Linked DNA regions of Sus scrofa: regions 2 and 3 are each linked to region 1. Evidence: chromatin contacts called from public HiChIP or PLAC-seq data. All regions are on one chromosome and are shown on one strand. Each heading gives the region's core, a stretch centred on a gene start, on an enhancer-like site or on the middle of the called end of the contact. The rest is flanking DNA. Distances are from core to core; before and after follow the strand shown.

Region 1 (4,417 bases), core at 1,094-3,593:
AGCCTCAAAAAGCTTCATTGCCAATGGGGAGCCTCTCTGGGATGTCAGGAGGGTTGATTTCACTTAAGGGAGTAGGTTTTAGGGAACAGTGGAAAGGAAACTGTATTGACTATGACAGAAGGTGCTGGACACTCTGCACTTGTCACTTCATTTAATCCTTCTAAGAGCTCAGGAAGTTGGCATCATCATCCTTGTTTTATGGATAAGAAGACAGAAGTTTGGAGAGGCTAAGTAAGTTGTCCAAGACTAGGCTGACAACATTAGTAGTAGGGGTGGGATATAAGCCTTGGACTCAGGTTCTGAAGAATATGCATAGTTAACTAACTTAGTCCTTCTCAAATCTTTGCTTTGAAATCCTTCTAAGGGCAAAAGAGGGTATGTGAACGCTGGTGGTGGTAGCAGTTGAAGGTGGGGATGAGATTTGAAGCTTCTGGTGCTAATTTTTAAGGTCTCATGTTTTACCTTAAAAATGAGTGACAATGTTGCAATTAATCCCATACAATATTTACTTTAAAAATATAATTTCTCTTTCAAGCCGTCAAGTCTAATTAACCATCCAGAAGAGAAGGCATCTGTAGTTGACGGCTGACTGCCTCCTGGGTACCAGTGGCTCTTTAGAACGTACATGCTTTTTAGGTGCAGGTGTCCAGCTGGAGAAATACCGGGCGACCTGGTGCTGTTCCCACTCTGGAGGTTGCCGTCATAGGTGACCCAGTACTGGGTGTATTATTAAGGGGATCTGTGTATTCAGTCTAAGGGTGGATTAGAGGATACGCTATAGCTGCTAACTTTCCATGGCACTAATATAACATAATGACTAAGAGTGAAGTTATGGAGTCAGAGAGGCCTGGAATTTGAATTTGGGTTCCAACAATTTCCAGCTGTGTGGTTTGAGGCAAGATACTTAACTTCTCTAAGCCTCAGTTTCCTAATCTGTAGCAGGTTGTACATGTGTCAGGCTCTGGTGAGGAGAGGAATGGAGGCATTTCCATCACTTATTGCCACCTTTGCGTGGAAGATCATTTGAACCTCTGTATTCAGACTACTATCTCCGTGATTTACCAATTGCTATCACTGAGGTGCACATTAGCTGAGGGAGAGGAAACCAGAACACTAGGTCATAGCTGTTTGTTTTCAAAGGAAATTTCTTAGTGTGTTTTTATGGCAAGAGGGAGAAAAAGTGTTAACATGGCTTCTAATGAAGTCAGATATTTAAATGAATGACTAATGTGTTTTGTAGAGAAAAATAAACCAATAAATGATTTTTTGAAGGTTAATTAGACCTACCTCATAAGGGGGGTTGTAAGGATTAAATCAGATTGTGTACAGAAAGCACGTAGCTCAGAGACGGGCGCATATCAAAGGTTCATAAATGGTGGTTATTGTTCCTATTGTATAGCACAGGGAACTATATCTATTCTCTTGTGATAGAACATGATCGAAGATAGTATGAAAAAAAGAATGTATATCTATGTGCACAACTGAGTCACTTTGCTATATAGCAGAAATTGGCACAACATTGTAAATCAATTATAATTTTTAAGAAAATCATGGACTTGGAAAGTAGACTTGTGGTTGCCCAGGGGGAGGGGAGGGAGTGGGATGGATGGGGTGCTTGGGGTTAATAGATGCAGACTATTACCTTTGGAATGGATTAGCAATGAGATCCTGCTGTGTAGCACTGGTCACTTATGATGGAGTATGATAATGTGAAAAAAAAATGTATGCATGTATGTGTAACTCAGTCACCATGGTGTACAGTAGAAAATTGACAGAACACTGTAAACCAGCTATAATGGAAAAAAATTAAAAATCATTATATATATAAAAAATGATGGCTATTGTTATCATTACCAAGGGGACCTCTGGCACATGTGGGAATGCCCCCTCCATGTGAGCAATCTCTTTGTACTGCCCTTCCCCGTGCTCTCTGCCCCTTCTTGACTCAGGAATAGGTGATCGGAGCTCTGCCTGGCCAAAGATGAGGGGCTGAGGATGAGTGATTTCCTCTGCAGCAAACACAAATGTTTGGGCTCCCTATTTCCTGCCTGTGGTTTTGCACACCCTTAAAGGAACAGTCATCCCCACTAATGCCATTTCTTCCTCCCTCTCATTGCTTTGCTGGTGCCTAATGATGGCTATGTGGTTTGGGCTGCAGCAAATGTGTTCCCCAGGGGTTTTCTCCTTAGTACTATACAGCAGCACATGCAACACTTTGACTTTCTTATGTTTGTTGCAACAATAAGAACAAGTGATAAAATACAGTAAGGGGATCTGGATTGTATACAGAGAAACAGAAAAGTCAAGGAGGAAAATACACTTTTTTTTTAATGAGTCAGACACTATAACCACATTTCTTGGCTAACCAGTCATTTGATGCATAGACATTTAAAATCAGGAAGAGCCTGTTCTAACCATAGCAGTTGTATAGGGGGCTTCTTCCATGACTGTGTCATGTCACCAGCTCTGACCCACCAGCAGACTTTCTGCCCTGGGCTGCATCAGACACTCCCAAAGTGTTTTCATGCCCTCTTCATCATCGTTGTTATTCTTGTTACCAAAAAACACTACTTTTGCTTTCTGTTTGAAAGAACACTCCAATAGGCAAAATTTGTGAGCAGTCAGATCCCTGCCCTCAAAATGAATTTACGATATAAAGATGAGAGCAAGGGGTGGGCAACTCTGAATAAAACATAATGTCCAAATAAGCAGTGCTACACTGACTTTCAGAAGGACCTGTTTTCAAATGAAGCAAATGCTTGATGGGGAAACAGGTGAGTGGGGGAGTTTCTGTGGCATCATCTTTTGTTTCTGCTGACCAATTTGATTCTCACAACTACTGTTTCTGTGTAGTGAAAGGGGTCAAAAAAAGATCTTTCCAATGGAAGTTCATAAAGAGAGTTATTGTAGGAGTGACTCGTGAGTAGAGTTCCTTATCTTGGATAATGTAATATTTCCTCTTGATAGAATCAGCTTGTTCTGCCAAGAGAAGCTGAGGGAGTGATTGGGAGTTTTTGCATATTATGTAAGCGAGTTTATTTTGGGAGCTTTGGGTATGGTGTGCTGCTGCCTTTAACCACATCTGCTCTATTTCCATAATGGCCACTTCATTCCTGGGCTGCGTGGAACACAGCCTACATTAGTGCTGGGTGAGCAGCCATTAGTAAGTGGTGGTGAGGCTCCAAAATTAGTGAGATGCTCCAGTGTCAGTGTTGAACTCTGCCCAGAAATACGCTACTGGTTTGGAAATTTAAAGAAAATAAATTTATCTATTGCATTTGGATTCCCACTCACAAGTGCATCTAACCACCCCTTACTTTATTCAGCTTTTCTTTCTGGGTGAAAGTCTCTATATTTTCTACTTTATTCAGTTAAAATAAGTATTGACCAGCCTTTTTTCATAGGCAAGTTCTGTATTCTCCAAACTTAAACCCCTAAATAATACGGTGTTGTGTTTGAGACATTTATGTATCTCCCAGGTTTTCTCAGGCCTATTGGTGCATACTTCTCTCTCCTTTATCAGGCTCTGCAGCTTACTTATTTTTTTTTTTTCAGGGCTGCACCTGTGGCATATAAAGTTTCCCAGGCTAGGGTTTGAACTGGAGCTATAGCCAGTGGCCTACGCCACAGCCACAGCAATGTCAGATCTGAGGCGTGTCTGCGACCTACACCACAGCTCACAGCAACGCCAGATCCTTAACCCACTGAGTGAGGCTGGGGATCAAACCTGTGTCCTCTTGGATGACAGTCAGATTTGGTTCCACTGAGCCATGACTGGAACTCCTGCAGCTTATTTATTCTGAATATATTCCTTCCAAGGTGCTTGATATGTTCTCTCAATTTTCCTCTTTCAACTGGCATGACAACTATTAGAGTAAAATTTTCACAAAGGTAAAAAAAATCACAATTCTAAATCCCGAATAATTTTTCATACACAACTAGAGTCTCTCATATGGCAAACAAACCAATAAACTCAACCAACCAAATCAATTCTCTTACTGGATTCCTCATTCCCAATCATCTCTTCCCTATGTTTCTCATCCCCTTTCATAGCCAAAGTACTGGGGAAAATGTTCTAGTTTCATTAGCTCCATTTTTTTTCACCTCCCATTTCCTCTCCAGTCCACTCCAATATGAAGTCTGGCCCCATACATACGTATTTTTCATATTTTGCTCTGGTGGCCAGAGCCAAGATATATTTTGTATTCCTTATCTTATCCAACCTTTCATCAGCTTTTGAACTCTTGGCAACATACTACTTTATACATTTTCTTACTTTGACTTCAGAGACCTAATCATCTCATGGCTTTTCTCCCACTTCTTGGGATGCTTCTCCTCTGTCTCCCTCGCAAGCTTATCCTCTACTAATCTGCCATTACCTTAAGGGTTGGTATCTCTCTAGGTTGGGTACAAGGCT
Region 2 (4,417 bases), core at 1,015-3,514, 450 kb after region 1:
GGATCTGAGCCACATCTGTGACCCACACCACAGCTCATGGCAATGGATCCTTAACTTTCCGAGTGAGACTAGGGATTGACCCCACATCCTCATGGATACTCGTCGGGTTCATTTTCCCCTCACCACAATGAGAACTCCAGTAGGAACCTTTCTTATCTCCATGTTACGGCTGAGGAAGATGTGGCACAGATGGGTTAATCACAAAGCTGAACCCCCAAAGAAGACACAGTTCCAGGAACTTGCAACATGCTATTGGACTTTCTTCACATTTTTGGTTGGGGGTGAGTTTCTTGTTTATTCATACCTGAAGTGGCAAGAGGGGCCCAACTGACATTTGGGTCAAAGGCATTTAATGCGATAATGATTTATAGTCGGACATTCCAGTTTTGCTTCCTAACTTCTATCTCCGTGACTTTGGAAAATTTATCTTTTCTGATCTTCGGTTTTTTCCTCAATAAAGTAGTGTGCTAGCAAGAAGACCTGCCCCATAAGATCACCTAAGTAGTAAATCAACTAATGAACATAAAGCATGGAGCAGGGGCCCAACACATAAGTGCCCAATAAATGGAGCTTTTTATTTGTTCTCTGCAGTTAAAATACGTACCGATGCTGAGAATACAGGCTAACAGCTGGTAACCAGCAAACCTGCTAAAGCTCTATCAGGTGCAACTTCTGTAAATGGAAAACATCTGGTTCACTTCACAGGCCACTAGGGTTTCAGTCAAATAAAATAAATATAGGCCTAAAGAAAATTTAGAGAAAATATGCACTCAAAAGGTCACTTTAATGCATGATTGTGTGAATTGAATATTAAAATGTTCCTGCCACTGTCTGAATATACTGTGATTAGTTGCAATCTGCAAATGATACAATACTGTTTTTCCAAGGATTAAAGTTTCTTATTCCAAGTTCAACACATATGTTGAAGCTTTGCTTTCTTTCTCCCACCAGGATTTTTATAGGGGAGCATGAATTAAGATTAAATAAACATATAACAAACCCATATCACATTTTTAGCTGGGGGAAAAAAAAGGAATCAGTCAACCCACCTCTCTCCTTCCAGCTGGGCAATAAATGTCAGTTGTTCTACTTAAACAGAAACAGGGCCTGTCTCATGTCTCTGTAGGAGCCAAGTGAGATGAGAAACCAAAGAAAAGAGATGATTGTTTCAAAAACTGCAATGCTGTGTGTTCTTGGAGTTCTCAAAAAGCAATAACTGCTGAACATCACATTTTGAGCTATCAAAGGGCTCCTGTTCAAGAGTTAAACCTATGCCACAACAGGGCTTTGATGACATGCGATGTGAATAGAAAAGTTTCTATACATTTTCTTCCTTCAAATACTCTAGGGAAAATACTAAAGCTGGTAAAAGAGGATCACTCAGTGGAAGGGAAATGATGAACCGCCCTAGCTTTCAAAAATCACTGAAATGCCTCCTGCCTAGTGAGCTGAGGTCACATACATTCATGTTGATATGTACCTAAAACACTAAGGATAACAAATGCAAAACCGATTCCACTAGTCTTTAGAAAATAATTTTCCTTTTAAAAAATGTGTATCTATTATGTCTTGAATTAAGAAGAAATTCTGTTTTAGAAGAAATTCTGTTTTAAGAAAGAAGAGAAACTCCATGGTTTTCAGAATTCCAAACAGCTTAGACTGAATTTCTTATGCTCTGGATACAAAATCAGAATGCCTATAAGAAATACAGGAAGGGAGTTCCCATTGTGGCGCAGCAGAAACAAATCCAACTAGTAACCATGAGGTTGTAGGTTCGATCCCTGGCCTCGCTCAATGGGTCAAGGATCCGGCATTGCCATGAGCTGTGGTGTGAGTTACAGATGCGGCTTAAATCCTGTGTGGCTGTAGCTGTGGCATAGGCCGGTGGCTGTAGCTCTGAATTGACCCTTAGCCTGGGAACTTCCATATGCCACAGGTGTGGCCCCCAAAAACAAACAAACAAACAAACAAAAAAAAGACACAGAAAATTCTCACTCATGCTTTCCCAACTTATCCAGAGCAGATGCAAGCTAACCCTTAACAGCCCTAGCAACTTCTTTTTCAGCTCACTTCACCCTGTGCCTTAGAATTGGACAAGGTCAGGTGCTGCTTCGGGGAAACAGTTTTCCCACACTTGAGGCAAAGTAAAGTTGTGAATGATATCTAATGGAGAGCAGTTGGTAATATAGACAGAATTACCTCCCCACGCCCACAGCCCTCCTCCTATTAAGAAGCCTGTGCTCTGTCTGTGACCATCCCTGCATCATGCATCACACTGTGAAGGTCACACTCAGGGCAGAAGACACAATTCTCAGAATATTCAGTAATCCCCTGCTGGGCGGGGCCAAATCCTGGGAACAAGAAATCTAAAGGAACAAAAATTATGTTGAAAGTGTTTTGAAACAGTGAATTTTGTGTATGTCGAACAGAGGGTCATTTGATTTCATTTTGTTTTCTAAAATGCTCGTGGGCAGAATGGTCTGACGTGCCACTTCTGTGGGTGTTGCCAACAAGTTCACCCAGTATGAAATTCTACCCCAGGAACTCTCCCCTTCGAAAAGAACACATTCCTCCACCTCTACCTCCTTCTGCGTGTGCAGACTTAATAATTCAGCAGCAGATGTTCCTTTACCAGAGGGAAAGGGTATCCTGAGGGTATTAAAAGGTTCACCTGCCAAAGATCACTCTCCATTTAGCTTTTCTTTTTTTTTTTTTTTTTTGTCTTTTGTCTTTTTTGTTGTTGTTTTGTTGTTGTTGTTGTTGTTGTTGCTATTTCTTGGGCCGCTCCTGCAGCATATGGAGGTTCCCAGGCTAGGGGTTGAATCCGGCCTACGCCAGAGCCACAGCAACGCGGGATCCGAGCCGCGTCTGCAACCTACACCACAGCTCACGGCAACGCCGGATTGTTAACCCACTGAGCAAGGGCAGGGACCGAACCCGCAACCTCATGGTTCCTAGTCAGATTCGTTAACCACTGCGCCACGACGGGAACTCCTCCATTTAGCTTTTCAGTTACAGTCAGTGGTTTAGGGACTGGAATGGGATGGCAAATGGGCATATCTGGGTGGAGGGCTGGAGCGAGAGTGAAAGGCACCCCACAGCACAGATGTTGAGCCAAAACCTGCTTGGGCTTCACAATGGGGCTGTGACCCTCGGGGGTGGGATGAACAGGCAAGATCAGGAACTGGGGAGATTAGACGGACTTAAGATTCATTCCTTAATTATTTTTCCCCCAAAAGCCCAGCCGAGACTAGGAAACAAGTATGGACCAGAACATGTATCTCCAACTGTCCTCACATTACCATGAAAACGTAATAGATTTAGAGAATCACAGCTTCCCCCCCCAAGAGAATATACCAGAATAACCTTAGAATCACTGATGTGTAACAGCATATTCAAAGATTAAGGTGTTTAGGTATCCAGTTCAGGAGTTCTTAACATTTGGAAAACCAAAGACTGCTTTAGGGAATATGACCAAAGCAATGAGCTTCCCCAGAAAAATGCCCATAGCATAAAGATATATACATACTGCAAACTATTCTGGATGGTTCAAAGACCCTTGAAGCCCTCTGGATCATGAGCAAGAGACATCTAACCTAGCCATCTCCCACTTTCCTACCCCATTATGAAATGAGAAAGCAGAGGGCTCAATGGGTAGAACACTCTCTAGTTTTGAAAAGCCAAGGTTGAGGCGGAGCCAAAGCTAGTTACATTTACCTCAATTCCTAAAGCAGGATTTTTTTCTACTGCTTTGTAAATCAAAGACATTTCCATCCTTTTTATTTATATTTTAGCTCCAAGATACATGAAAATCAGTGTCTTCTGTTGCCACTCAACAAGAGCATGCTTATTTTACATACAGATTGATTTTTTTTTTTTTAATTCTGGGAAAGGAAGGTTCTAATGAGAGCTACCTGGATACTCTTAAAGTGAGCATCCCACTTATCCCCATCAGGCTCCTCCTGGGGGTAACAGTCTGTACTCAAATCATCCACCACAGGCCCTGCTGGCTGGACATCTCTGTGAAGCAGTTTCATCTTAGTCTCATTAGTGTTCAGCTGAGAACTTTGTCCCCCTTTCCCCCTCTCTATTCAGAACATGGGCTGCTGTTCTTTCCAAATCAAGGGCAAACCTTCCAAGTTGTCATGGGGCCAAACTCCCAGCTCGCCCCTGACTCATAAATCCTCCTGAAATCCAGGCCCAATGCTGTATTTGTGAAGGGGCCCTTTAGACAATAAAGCAGAAGTTTGGGTGGGTTCTCATAGAACTTCAGAGTATGTAATATATCTTTATCACTTGGCTAAGGCTGCTAATTAAAAGTTACTCTGGACCAATATTATTTGGATCCCTTTCTTCCTTCACTTTGCAAGAGAAAGGACTAGTCCTCAGAGAGGCAAAGATTCTAGGAAAAAGTAGA
Region 3 (4,417 bases), core at 779-3,278, 320 kb before region 1:
AAAGCTGAAGGGGCCAGCAGTGACATAACCCAACACTTCTACAAGGCAGGGAGCTTCCTTCACTGGCCTTTCCAGTTTAAACCTTGATTCTAAACCAAACTTTTGAGGACCCTCCCCCCAACACACACAGGGTATTTTCTTAGTAATGACCAAAGCACTTGCTTCCAAATGACTTAAGTTTTGTTCCCTAAGAAAACTACAATTCGCTGCCTTTTAAAAACTGTGTATTTCAAAAACAGTATCATCTATCAAAAAATTGTGGTCAGAAGGGTGCTTTTTTGCCTTTTTCAATGATAAAAGATGTTTGTGGCCTTCTTTGCTGAAGTCGCCAAATTCTCAATGATCTGTACAATGAGCCTGCTCCAGAACTAAACCTGTCTACCTACTCTGACCTTTTCAGGCTAATACCTAACCAGCTTTAAAGTTGCTGAAAGGCAGCACAAGCTAATGAAATATTCAAAAACCATTCCACATCCCGCCTGGGTCTCTAACTTTATGAATGTCCCGCCTAACAACTAAAACTCCAGCCTCACCAAACTGAAATGACAATCTTATGCTGCATTCAAAACCCGGAACTGCTTTATCCATTCGCACCTCGCAATGACTAGCAAAGAGGAAAAGAACCGAAAAAAAAAAAAAAAAAAAAAAACCCACCCTCACCCCGCCCCTGCTTCTAAAGTCATAAACTCCCCCAAATAAAGAGTATACTCATACTCAAGACACCAAGAGCGCTGCAGCTCCACCAAGGATTAACGGTAAAAGTGAGACCTTTCTGATATTAACTGCTCCCAGAAAAGCCAAATAATTTCCCCAAATCCAGTTCACACACATTGTGCGTTCAACACGTAACAGCCATTCCGCTCACACCCTTACATTTCAAGCTCGAATTCCGGTCACCAAAGTATATTTCTGCACTGGAGCGCTTGGCCTGAGCTTTCCTGTTCTCTTTGTCTTGTGATGTGTTGGGCAGTTTCTGGTCTTGGGAAGTGAGTGTGAGAGCTGTGGTTTCCAGACAATTCCCCACGATCTTTCAGCTCGGGCTTGCATGCTCCCTCTCTCTAGCCGGCTCCATATTGCTGGGCAGGTCCCAACAGTCTCGCTCCGCGCTACAAAAAGCTGGATTTCCGGGCTGTTCCAAGACCCCACTAAATCTGCCTCCAACAACCTGCTCAGGCCCGGCCCGCACCACACTCCGAGTTAGGGCCCCGGCGGCCAGCCTCCCCGAGGCGCACTTCCCCCACCCCGGAAGAGGAGGGAAGCAAACTTCGGAGGGCGGGGGCTGGGGGCGAGCTCCGGGGACCCTCGTCGCCCCGCCCGCCCGAGGAAAAGCGACCTGGGTGCAGCCAAAGGGCGCGGGGGCAGGCATCGCTCCTTCCCGCTAACGAAAGGCAGTGGTCGGGGCGCTCTCCGCTGCTGAAGGGCCCCGAAAAGCTGCAAGGCGACAGTGGGGACCCTCAGAAGTGTGCGGTGACGGAGGCACGGTGGCGGAAGCCCGAGTTCGCCTGCATCTCCGGGGACGAATGCGCCCGGCGGCATGCACAACCAACGAGGTGGCCGGGAGCACCCAAGACGCTGGCCGCGAGAGGGGCCCCCGGCTACCCGGCCAGCGGGAGATGCTGGCGGCAGGGAGGACGGCTGCCGGCCCGCTTTCCCCTGCTCGGCTCTGCAGAAGGAGAAGCGGCTGCTGGTGACAGGAAGAGAGCGGCGGTGGCCGCGCGCGCACGCACCGCCTCCCCCTCCCGAGCACACACCCGGACCCGCTGCCGCCGCCTACCTCCCCCGCCAGCCGGCTTCCTTCCTCTGCCCGGCCCGGGCTGCAGCGTCGGTTCTGGCGCGCACGTCTCCAACGCGTCCCTAACCGATTCCGACCCGCCAGCCGTTCTCGACTCGAGCTCGCTGTCTCCGACCCGCTCCCTGCTGCCCCAGCCGCGGCCGCTGCTTCCTCCAACTCCGCTCCAGCTGCTCGCGACTCCTCTCCGTGCGCCCGCAGTTCCAGCACCCGACTCAAGCTCCGCCTCCGGGTCCGCCCCACGGGGTCCGCCCCCCCGAGCCCGCGCCAACCAGCGCCCGCGTCTCTGCCCCTCTCTGCTGGCGCCGCGCCCGCGGCCGCTGCCATTCATAGTGCCGGCCTCTGAGCCCAGCGGCCAGCGGGCGGGGCTCCGGTCCGGCAGACCCTTCCTGCAGCCGGTGCTTGCCTTCCGCCCCCAGCCGCGGGGATGCCCCGGGCGGCAGGGCCGAGCGCTCTGGGTGTGCGCCCGCCGGGCGGGCCAGGCTACTGCCCGCCCGCGGCAGAACCGGCTGCTGGGCGTCTCCGGGACCGGAGGCGGCGGAGCTGGGGGAGGTCGAGGGCAAGTTCAGACTTAGAGGCTGCGTCTCTAATCCTAGAGTCTTGAAACAAACCCCTTTTGAGCCCCCTGCGCCCCAGCAGAACTGCTGGTTAGGGCAGGACTCGGATTCCAGGCTCAACCAAAGCGGGGAGGACCTGCAATTCCCGGCCTCGCCAGAGCGGCCTCAGGAGTGGGCGGAAAAACCACGCCACCCCGCATGGCTCCCGGGGGTGAAGGAGGGGTGAAAGGGTGAACCGGAGGGACGAGCGCCCGCAGCCTGCCCCGAACTCCAGGAGCCTGGCACCGCCGCCACCCGCAGTCAGGCGGGCCCGCCAGAAGGGCAGAGTTTTATGGGGAGGGCGCACGCTGGCTGATCCCTCCCAGTCCTCAGATGTCGGAGCAAAAGTAGGTCGCTCAGACAGATCGAGGACCCCCTGTTACTCGTGGAGTCGTAGGAGGAAGCTCACGTGAATTGTATGGCCCCTTAAATTTGTTAATTTTCAAATGCGGATTCTTCAGCTAATACTCATTACTTAAGTTGCACAAGAAAAATCTGATGTTGATTCAAACCTTCCTCTGACGGTAGGAGGAGATGCCAGCACCCTGTGTTCCTCTTTCGCCCATTAAAACCTGTTAAGAGTCCGCTTTTTAAAAAGCTTTTCCCAGATTCCTCTTTCTGCGGTTTTGAGGCCTGCAGCCGCCCAGCCTACTTGCCTTAAAGTCCTTTTCCCAATTTCCTTGCAAGATTTTTTTTTTTTAAACCAAGTATTTAGACTTTTGTCAAACTTTGAATTTGGTGGTTTATTCCTCTGGCGTTGGAAGTAGAGGAAAGAATATCCTGAAATTTATTGTCTGTCCTTAGGAAATATAATCATTCTTAAATGTGACTCACATTCTAACGGACAAGTTAGTTCTACTTTCGGTTATTCAGGCTCTGGCACTTTTGTTATTTCCACATGTTTCTTGAAGTGAAGATACAAAAACAGACACCTACCTATTTGTTTAAAAATCCATTTTATCTCAAAAGAAATATAGAGTTTACCAAACTTTATCATTCGCACCTACGTCTGAAACGGTACCATATATTGCTCGTCTGTAAATGAAATGTGTCTCACCCTGTGATAGAATTACTTTGATCCATTCCAATAAGCTGAAACACAACTGCTGTTATATTTGCTCTGTTTCCTTTAGGCTTGGGTCTGAAGAAACCTTACCAGCTGTCTCCTTTTGTTCACCATGAGTTCCTGGAAAGACACTTATGTACTGCTACTACAGGGTTCTATTCCCCTCAGCCTAAAAATAGCATGAAATCCTTAATCAAGCTTCCTTTTTTAGATAGACCTCAGCAGCTTGTTGACAGTATATGTTTTGTCTTTTTTTTTTTTTTTTTTTTTTTTGCCATTTCTTGGGCCACTCTCTCGGCATATGGAGGTTCCCAGGCTAGGTGTCTAATTGCAGTTGTAGCCGACAGCCTACGCCAGAGCCACAGCAACTCAGGATCCGAGCCACATCTGTGACCTACACCACAGCTCATGGCTCCTTGACCCACTGAGGGAGGCCAGGGATTGAACCCGTAACCTCATGCTTCCTAGTCGGATTCATTAACCACTGAGCTACGACAGGAACTCCTGTCTTTAATTTTTTTCCATCATACTTGAACACATAGCATAAGTCCAAAGAGTGTTCCATGAAGGACAATCTGACTCTCCATAAACTGAATAATTTTAGTCTTGTTTCATCTCTCAAACTGATAACCTCCTTACCATATCATTAATATTCAAATTTTATTTATTTTCATTTTCTATTAATTTCTATGAAATGATAAAAGCAAAAGGCACCAAAACAACAGTATTCAAAATTTTAAGAATTAACCATTTTCTTTAATCAAATCTTATCTGGATTCCCAAAATGTAACTTATGAGAAGCCCTATGGTAAAACCAAGGGAGCTTCGAGGTCTTTGGACCAACTGTGGCATCACCTCCTGGGGATTTGTTGGAAATGCAAATTCTCTCCTCAGTGAATCAGATGTGCTGGGGGTGGAGCCTGTGGATCTGTTTTAATATGCCTTCTAAATGGCATGTAGAGTTTG

Evidence for each region. HiChIP or PLAC-seq counts read pairs in DNA pulled down with a chosen protein or histone mark.
Region 2: a contact with region 1 is called in an H3K27ac HiChIP or PLAC-seq map of alveolar macrophages. The contact joins two enhancer-like sites. A contact is called at or near these places in 2 of 2 datasets of contacts at active chromatin or transcription factors (alveolar macrophages and skeletal muscle).
Region 3: a contact with region 1 is called in an H3K27ac HiChIP or PLAC-seq map of alveolar macrophages. The contact joins the promoter of PIK3R1 here to the enhancer-like site in region 1. A contact is called at or near these places in 3 of 5 promoter capture datasets (fetal liver, fetal skeletal muscle and liver), 4 of 47 Hi-C or Micro-C datasets (embryonic fibroblasts, epiblast stem cells and mesenchymal stem cells) and 2 of 2 datasets of contacts at active chromatin or transcription factors (alveolar macrophages and skeletal muscle).

The regions. Positions count from the first base shown.
Region 1 is chr16:46,116,512-46,120,928 of Sscrofa11.1, reverse strand. No RefSeq gene overlaps it. Among named protein-coding and RNA genes, the nearest start is that of PIK3R1, 320 kb to the left of the region's middle. Within about 2 kb of position 2,343, at least 6 of the 83 cell types and tissues checked have an H3K27ac peak or open chromatin away from gene starts, as enhancers often do. A contact at or near this core is called in alveolar macrophages, where this site is marked.
Region 2 is chr16:45,670,623-45,675,039 of Sscrofa11.1, reverse strand. No RefSeq gene overlaps it. Among named protein-coding and RNA genes, the nearest start is that of CD180, 85 kb to the right of the region's middle. Within about 2 kb of position 2,264, at least 9 of the 83 cell types and tissues checked have an H3K27ac peak or open chromatin away from gene starts, as enhancers often do. A contact at or near this core is called in alveolar macrophages, where this site is marked.
Region 3 is chr16:46,432,368-46,436,784 of Sscrofa11.1, reverse strand. It overlaps PIK3R1 (phosphatidylinositol 3-kinase regulatory subunit alpha), which reads right to left and starts at 2,028. Exons shown (of 16, transcript XM_021076847.1): 1 at 1,775-2,028.